3 separate regions of the Rattus norvegicus genome follow, and all the other regions are linked to region 3. A link is a contact called in public Hi-C data. All regions are on one chromosome and are shown on one strand. The core of a region is the stretch at or near the end of the contact, and the rest is flanking DNA. Distances in the headings are between cores, read along the strand shown.

Region 1 (2,700 bases), core at 38-2,537, 160 kb before region 3:
CTCTTGCTGCCACTGGAGAGAGATGTGTGATTGGGGATGGTAATACAAAAGGACTTTTTCTAATTTAAAGTTTTAGATTCCAAAACATAAGGGGAAAAAATTATTACTAAATTTACACCAAAAGCTTTAAACCATTATTAAAACTTGTATTTTGGGGGGGTTGGGATTTAGCTCAGTGGTAAAGCGCTTGCCTAGCAAGCGCAAGGCCCTAGGTTCGGTTCCCCAGCTCCGAAAAAAAGGAAAAAAAACAAAAAACAAAAAAACGTACTTTTTGGCCAGCCACTACAACACAAGACCACAGGAAAAGCAAACAAAACTAGAAACAAAAGAAACTTCTAAAAATTTCTTATTTTTCTTACCATGCCCTTCGGTCCCAAAGTGCTCTTCACCAAGTCTCCAATGGCAATGGCACCAATAAAGGATGACTTAAAAAAGAAAAATCAGAAAAGGCGGTCAAAATTTACACTCACAAAGAGTTGGATCTTTCATTTAAAAGAAGCAGACGGGCTTACCAGGCGAGCTGTCTCTGCCCTCTCTTCATCAGCTCCAGCCTTGAAGATATTAACAGGTGCAAGGGAAAGGGAGGCCTAGAAGGAGAAAGTAACACACGCCGTTTGAACGCCAGTACTCGATAAGACACATCTAGGGCCTCTCACTAGATCGGTAAGGTTATCTAAAGGAAAACTGGTTTCCGATATAATTTCAGGAGTCAGTCGTCGGAGTGGGTATTTATTTAAATGGCGAGAGGGACGTTCTTGTAGGCGCCAGGAATAAGCCATCACATCAACCCACTAGTGTTTATGACAAAACTAAAGGCAACATTAAGGATGGGCAAGCACCAACCACCAGTTAGCTACCCTCCATCTTCCACAGGCCTGCACTGCCGCTCGCCCTTCAAGACCCGCCCCGAAGAGGGCGGGGCCGACAAGAGTAGCTAGAAACTTCTCCGCTAGGGCTAAGGCCGGGGGCTGGTCGAGGTACCCTAGATGAGAAGCTCTCATCTTACAAAGAGATGCTGGCTTAGGGCGCGCTCTCCCTTCCAGCCCCACGCAGAGAGCTTGGTCAGCGGGTCCCACGCAGGCCTCATGCCCGGTCCGTGCCATGTGCCGAGGGTCCATGAGACGGCCGCAGGAAGCCTGCGACTCCGGTTAGACAAGAGGAGCAGCGGGGAGGCGGGACACAGCAGGACCCGGGCAGGAGCCGAAGGCCTGGGCCGAAAGCTAGGCTCACCATGGTTCCGACGAATTCAGAGTAGAGGATAATCCCTCACAAGCCGCGCCGGGAAGCCAGCAGGGGGAAAGGAAGGCGGAAGTGACGACACGATCTGCCGCAGGGGGCGGAGCCGACCTGCGCGGGTTTCCGCCTCCTGCGTGGCGGGCTGCTCTCTGTAGAAGGGGCGGGGCCTCGGCTCGTGTTAGCCCAGTAGCGGAAATCATTGAGATGTGGGCGGGGCTAGGGGCGAGCTGATTTAGAATAGAACTGGAGAACAAAGAGACTTTGTACCGCGCGGGTTGCCACGGAAACGAAGTTCCTGCTTAACATACATTTTTAAAATTTAATCTTTCAAAATTTGTTTTAAGGTCAGTTGTACATTTTCAAGTGTTGCACACTAATCATTTCCATTATTTACTCGTCCCGGTAGCAACCATTCCATTTTTCGTGCTTTTTATTTTACTTTGGCAGGGTTATTTATCAATAGACTTCTAAATAATAATTTTTAGCATTATTATTATAAAGGAATCTTCATTTAACTTCTTAGACATGGTCTTACTGTGTAACTCTAGCTTAGCTTGGCCATCTGAGATCCTTCTACCCTGCCTCCACAGTGCAGGTATAAAAGGTGGGCGCCACTACTCCTGCAGTTCATTTAATTTTAAGACACTAATTGGATTTTAACTGCTCAGGACAAGCGCTAGTGAGTCTTAGCTGAGACATTGGCTCTAGTAGTCCAGTTCAGGTTTTCCTCATTTGTTTTCCCTCGGGGTAGGGGAGAGCCCATTATAACTCTTACATGACTTCTCAAAGATCAAGTCCGAAATATTTCAGCTTATTACAAATAGTTTTCTCGGCGCTGGTGAGATGGCTCGGCGCTTAAGAGCAGTATCTGCTCTTCCTGGGGTGCAGAGTTCAATTCCCAGCAACTACATGGAGACTCACAACCATCTGATGCCCTTCTGGCATGCAGGTAGGTGTACATGCATACAGAGCACTCATACATAAACTACATAATAAATCAGTTTTTAAAAAGTTTTCTCTTGGGGCTGGAGAGATGGCTCAGTGGCTAAGAGCATTGACTGTTCTTCCTGAGCAGAGGTCCGAGTTCAAATCCCAACAACCACATGGTGGCTCACAACCATCTGTAATGGGATCTGATGCCCTCTTCTGGTGTGTCTGAAGACAGCAACAGTGAGTGTACTCTTACACATAAAATAAATAATTCTTTTAAAAATATTAAAATGTTTTTCTCTTTGCTCTTGATACCTAAGGCAAAGCCCCAAATGATTGAAAAGAATGTTAGTTTTTCTTTTATCCATTGGTAACATTTCTCTCTTTGATCACTTAGTAAGTACCTAAATTTCTGATACTTGCCAACACTAAGGCATTTTCAATGTTTAGTTATATTTACCCTTAGATATAGTAAGTTCGGGCTGGCGAGCTATGGACAGTCAAATCTAGTTATCAACTGGTTTTTAAACATTA
Region 2 (2,700 bases), core at 11-2,510, 180 kb after region 3:
ACATATGAAGAAAGAGAGGAGGGAGAGAGGGAGGAAGGGAGGGAGGAAGGGAGGAAGGAAGGTATTCATGCAAACAGTGAAAAGAGATGAGGCACACATATCCCTGTGGAAGAATTGCGTGAACAAAGGCCCTAAGGTAGAAATATGATTTCCGTGTTCAAAAAGCATTAAGAAAACTCGACTGGAAAGGCTGTAAGGTAACAGAAACCAGAGAAATAAGCAAGGACAAAATCACCCAGGCTGCTTTTGCTTGGATCTAGAATGTTCTCCACAACCTGTGTCCCACCAAGTCATCCTGTCAACCTTAAAGCTATACTTGTCTGTTCTTTAAATATTTGCTTTTATTAGTTTTTTTTTTTTTTTTTGGTTCTTTTTTTTCGGAGCTGGGGACCGAACCCAGGGCCTTGCGCTTCCTAGGTAAGCGCTCTACCACTGAGCTAAATCCCCAGCCCCGCTTTTATTAGTTTTAAGTGTGTGTGTGTGTCACCATTTTGCCTTTGATGACTTGGAGCTCACTCTGTAGACCAGGCTGGCCTCAAACTCATAGAGACCCACCCGCTTCTGCCTCCCAAGTGCCAGGATTAAAGGTGTGCACCACCATGCCTGGCCGTTTAAAATCTGTTTTAATTCCCTTGCCATCTGAGAGCCCTGGGACGTGCCTGTTTACAAGCACATTTATATTTTCTATTCTTTTTCTTCCAGATAGTTCATCCGTTATTAGGCTTTTAAGGAATACTTAGTGAGTTAGACAAAAATCAATAAAACACAATTCTTATCGAGGCATTAACAGTCTTGTGGGAGAAAGAAACATTTAAAGAGCAAAAGTAAAAAGTCAAATGCAGCATGCTCTGGAAATCTCGGGGAGTTGGCACAGATGAATTAAGACAACTATTCTTAAGATCGGAAGTAAGGTTATGCAAAGCACAAAAGCAGTAAGAATCAATTCACAGAACATAGGATTAGCCACTAGGAAAACATATGCAATTTGTTGCCTTTAAGTATATAAAAACGCTTATTTTCTTAAAAGTTTTTGTCCACAGACGTAAATTCAAACTCGCCATGATCTTCCGTTATTCCTGGATACATTTCCAGCTTTGCTAGAACCAATTCTAGCCTTTTCCCTCCATCAAGGGGCTTTCCTTGCGGACTGGCTCCCTTCCAGACTCTGCCTGTAGGGGGCGCTCGAGGGAGGCCGAAGAAATCAGGTGGCTGCTGTTCCAGAGTGCAGACTTGTCCCACAAACCGCAGCTTGCTTTCCTGTAGCAATGGAGCCCGGTTTGCAGTTTTGGCAGCACCGGCAGAACTGGCTTCACCGTGCCCAGTGCAGGGAACGAGCATCAGCAGATTTCTAATTTAAGCAGTTCCCCTTCTCTTTCTCCTCTGCTAACACTGTGGTGGCAGCTGCTCCCCACCTTCGCTGCCTTTGAGATAACTTTAAGGAAGGACGTTGCCAAGAGTTAGAGAGGTGTTTGTTACATCGCAGGGCAGGTGAGGGAGCATGGCCCTCATCTGCTGGGTTTCGGCAGGGGATGCTTTGAAATAAACACCCTACTATACACAGGACAGGCCCCTACAAGGGATTCCACCCAATGTGGCACCAATAACAGGACTGGAAACCCTGGTTTACGGTTCTTTTTAACCCCTTCACTTAGAGATGACATGTACTACAAAGATCTCTTTCGTATTCTACTAAAGACATAGTTAAAACATCTTTAAAATGGAAGGGAGGAAGGAAGGAAGGAAGGAAGGAAGGAAGGAAGGAAGGAAAGAAGGTAACCAGTTGTGGTGGCACACACCATTTATCCTAACCCTCAGAAGGCAGAGGCAGGATTTCTGTGAGTTCCAGGCCAGTTCCACCACAGGCAGAACTGTTGGGGAAAAAAAATCTTTGTACTAGATCTCTCCATCAAGTAATGTGGTTTTGATTGAATCCTGCCAATTCAACTTTCACAGCGTTACATAAAGCAGTTAGGCTGGATACGGTGGCCCAAGTGAGTAATACTATCGAATGGGGCCAGGAGGATCGCTTCCCTCTGAGGGGCGGGACAGGAGGAGCGCCTCCACCTGAGGGGCGGGGCTGTATAGAAGTTCCCTGCGTTGTATAGACTTCAGACCTGGTTAATTTTGGTGCGTGATGTTTTTTATTTATTTGCAAGGTTAAAAAAATATGAGATTGGGGGGCAGAGAGATGGCTCAGTGGTTAAGAGCACTGACTGCTCTTCCAGAGGTCCTGAGTTCAATTCCCAGCAACCACATAGTAGCCCACAACCATCTGTAATGGGATCCCATGCCCTCTTCTGGTGTGTCTGAGGAGAGAGACTGTGTACTCACATACATAAAATAAATAAATCTTTTGTATATATATATATATATGTATTTATATATAATTAAATGTATATATAATTAAATGCAGAAATGCGGAATTAACTAGGGGAAACATACAATTTTATGTTTTAAGCCAAAAAAAATGAACTGTAAAGGATTTATGATTAAATCCTTATTACAAATTCTTTTTTGGTCATTACTAATTGGGGATCAAACTCAGGACGTGCCAGGGGATTGCTCTACCAGTAAACCATTAATCTTTCCAACTCAGAAATTAAATCTTCATGTTTCATGATAAGAACTAGATACATTAGTCCTTCCGCATGTGGTGACATGGGCCTTTAACCCCAGCACTTGGAGGGCAGAGGCAGATGG
Region 3 (2,700 bases), core at 54-2,553:
AACCCAAGGACAGTTTATGAGAAAATTTCAGGGCAAGCATTTCCCACTGCTATCACTACTATGTATAGCACAGTTTGGGTATGAAGTAGCTCCCCAAAGGCTTAGGGCTGCTCCCTAGCTGGTGGCACTGAGAGGAGACAGGACTGTGGAAGCACTAACCATGAGTTAGTACTCGGATCAGCTCATTGAAGAATGGCCTAGGAGGAGGTGAGGACAGGGGAGCACACAGGCCACCTAGGTTGGGTCTCTCAAGGGCCAATCTTGTTCTTGCCTCACCCCCGACCCCACCCCAGCTACCAAGGAGGAAACTCATTTGAGGATTACAGGCCTAACTTTCTCAAATTATCCTAGACTAAAAACCGCAAACTTCTAGACTTAGCATGTGCAAGTAGAGAAAAGTTTTCACATTAACCCTTTGCTCTGTAATCACTTCCCACCAGCCGGACACCTTACCTAAAAGCTTGGTCAAATGCACAGCTCTACAAAGCCTCTTACTCTAACATGGACTTTTACCTGGCATTTCTTTCTCCTATTGCACATCAGGGCTTTAAGGTTTTCGAGGATTTTTCATCTTATGTTTACCGTTAAGACAGCTATGGATGTATAGACACTAGGATTAAGATAATCATGACACTGACAAAGATTTTAAAAATGAAGTAGATTGGTGTAAAAATGATTTAAGAAAAAAATTCCTTTCTGTGGTGAGATCTGTAAGTAGGAGTTAAAAGGGGCGCTGGGAGAGCATCAGGAACCAGTGCCTTAAAAAGTAACCAGTGGATGTAGGAAGGTGGAAGGGGGCGACCTGGAGAGATGGCACACTGGGAAAAGACGCCTGCAACACAGGCTGGAGAGGCAGGGACTACTCCAAAGACACACCCATATGGTGACAGCAGACAACCAACTTCTGCAAGTTGTCCTCTGACCTCCACCCCTATTAATAATACATGTACAATGCTTAAATGTGAGGGAACAGGATGTCACAACGTCCAGCATTATACTGGGACTCTATGACAACCTTCACTGAACACGAAAGATGCTAAGCGCTCTTTGATGACTTTACTAGCACGGGGCTTCAGGAATGACAAGGCTACCCAGGAGCCACAGTTACCTGGTCAAGTAAGGACGCCCTAGCCAACCCGGAACCTTTGTTTTTGGCGGGACGGGAGGCGGTGACGGGGACCAATGAGCGCCGAGCTTCCGCTCTGCGCGCCGCGGCTGCGCACTGACCTTCACTCTCCCGCCGGAGTCAGGCCCAAATTCCGCCATTCTCTTGAACATATTGTCCCAGGGAAGGAGCCGCGGCCGCCAGGGAAAGAGCTCAGGCCGGCGGCCTCGTCGCTCCCCTCACAGGCCCGCTCCTCCCGCGCAAGCCCGGGCCGAGGGGTTCAGGCCGGAGGAGGGCGGGTCACCTGGGCTTGCGGCGCCGAACAGCCACCTCCTCCACACCCTCCGCGTCGGGGTCGGCCATTCAGCCCCGCGGTGGGCGAGCGGAGCGGAAGCGGGGATGGGGGCGGCGCATGCGCAACGGTTTTGGGCAGCTACGGCGCACGCGCGAGGCTGCTGCCTTCCGGGCGAGAGCTAGTTGAGCAGTTGTAGAGAGAACCGACCGAATGGGGAGATGGGAATAGTTTTAGGAAGAATTCCAGAAGTTAAGGATAGGGGAGCACCCAGCACCAAAATAGTGAACTTTTGTAACTTTAGGGTTGAGATAATCCTACGCACTTCAAGATTATAGACTCGAATCAAAGCTTCAGATAACTGGGTGTGGGGCTGCTAATACTGTTGACATGAGTTCGATTCCCAAGGCCAATATGATGGAACTAGAGAAAAGACTGCTGTCCCCTTCCCCTCCTCATGGCTCAATCTATTTTGCTGGCCATGTTCAGTCTGACTCTTCCAGATACCTTGGGCTGTTTTCTCCTCGGGCTGTTTTCTCCCTCATATCTACAGTAAAAACCTAAACCATATCTAAGAGGGATCTTGTCCTTATCTTCATTCACCATTCTTCTCTTTCATCCCCATCCCCAGTTGGAACCCTTATTTCCAACAAGCCTCCCTCCTACTTTCATGTCCTCTTAATTTGTGACTTATTGGGTTTAATTGGTGTTTCCTGTCCTACCATGGATATTGGATTCTTTACTGGAGCAAGAGAAGTTCAGTGGCTCCTAAACAAAACGGCATCTCTTTCCCAAACAGTCATGAATTGTCAATAGTACCTCGGGAAAGGGTGAAACCCATGGGCCCCTTTCCCCTATCCATGATGAAATATTAACATGCCATTCTTAGGTCTTATGAAGATACCTGCAGCTCCAGTAAGTTCAGGAGTGCAATGGTCTTGTCATGGCCAGAAGGTGTCGTTTTGCTGCATGTCTCCCACTATTTGGCTCTTTATATCCCCTTTACTGAAATACTCCCCAACCTTGGAAGGATACAACTGTCCCATATAGTGTTAAGCACACCAGCATCTCCTATTTCCAGTACTTTGGCTAGTTTTGAGTTTCTGTATTAACCACTGCTCATTGCAATAAACTTCCCTGATGAAGGCTGGGCACAGCACTAATCAATGAGACTAATCAAGAGATTGAGAAGCAAATTTGACAGCATGGTCAATCAATTTTTGCTAATCTTTAATAAAAGGTTTTGTTTTTTACTTTATTATGTGTGTGTACGTGCACACACACATACACAACACATACAACA

The links. Hi-C and Micro-C count contacts between places; a contact is called where the count stands out from the background.
Region 1: a contact with region 3 is called in a Hi-C map of hepatocytes, with 2.2 times the contacts expected there. The contact joins the promoter of Cct2 here to the promoter of Yeats4 in region 3. A contact is called at or near these places in 6 of 12 Hi-C or Micro-C datasets (the A7r5 cell line, the Rat2 cell line, frontal cortex and 2 more) and 1 of 1 datasets of contacts at active chromatin or transcription factors (oligodendrocytes).
Region 2: a Hi-C map of the A7r5 cell line shows a contact between it and region 3, with 4 times the contacts expected there. The contact joins the enhancer-like site here to the promoter of Yeats4 in region 3. A contact is called at or near these places in 3 of 12 Hi-C or Micro-C datasets (the A7r5 cell line, Schwann cells and frontal cortex).

What each region holds. Positions count from the first base shown.
Region 1 is chr7:54,590,118-54,592,817 of GRCr8, forward strand. Cct2 (chaperonin containing TCP1 subunit 2) reads right to left here and starts at 1,288. Exons shown (of 16, transcript NM_001005905.1): 1 at 1,231-1,288; 2 at 513-587; 3 at 360-425. The coding sequence starts at 1,233.
Region 2 is chr7:54,925,436-54,928,135 of GRCr8, forward strand. It overlaps LOC120093601 (a long non-coding RNA gene), which reads right to left. Exons shown (of 3, transcript XR_010053309.1): 1 at 1-2,700. Among named protein-coding and RNA genes, the nearest start is that of Cpsf6, 53 kb to the left of the region's middle. Within about 2 kb of position 1,261, at least 6 of the 93 cell types and tissues checked have an H3K27ac peak or open chromatin away from gene starts, as enhancers often do.
Region 3 is chr7:54,750,058-54,752,757 of GRCr8, forward strand. It overlaps Yeats4 (YEATS domain containing 4), which reads right to left and starts at 1,304. Exons shown (of 7, transcript NM_001127527.2): 1 at 1,228-1,304. The coding sequence starts at 1,278.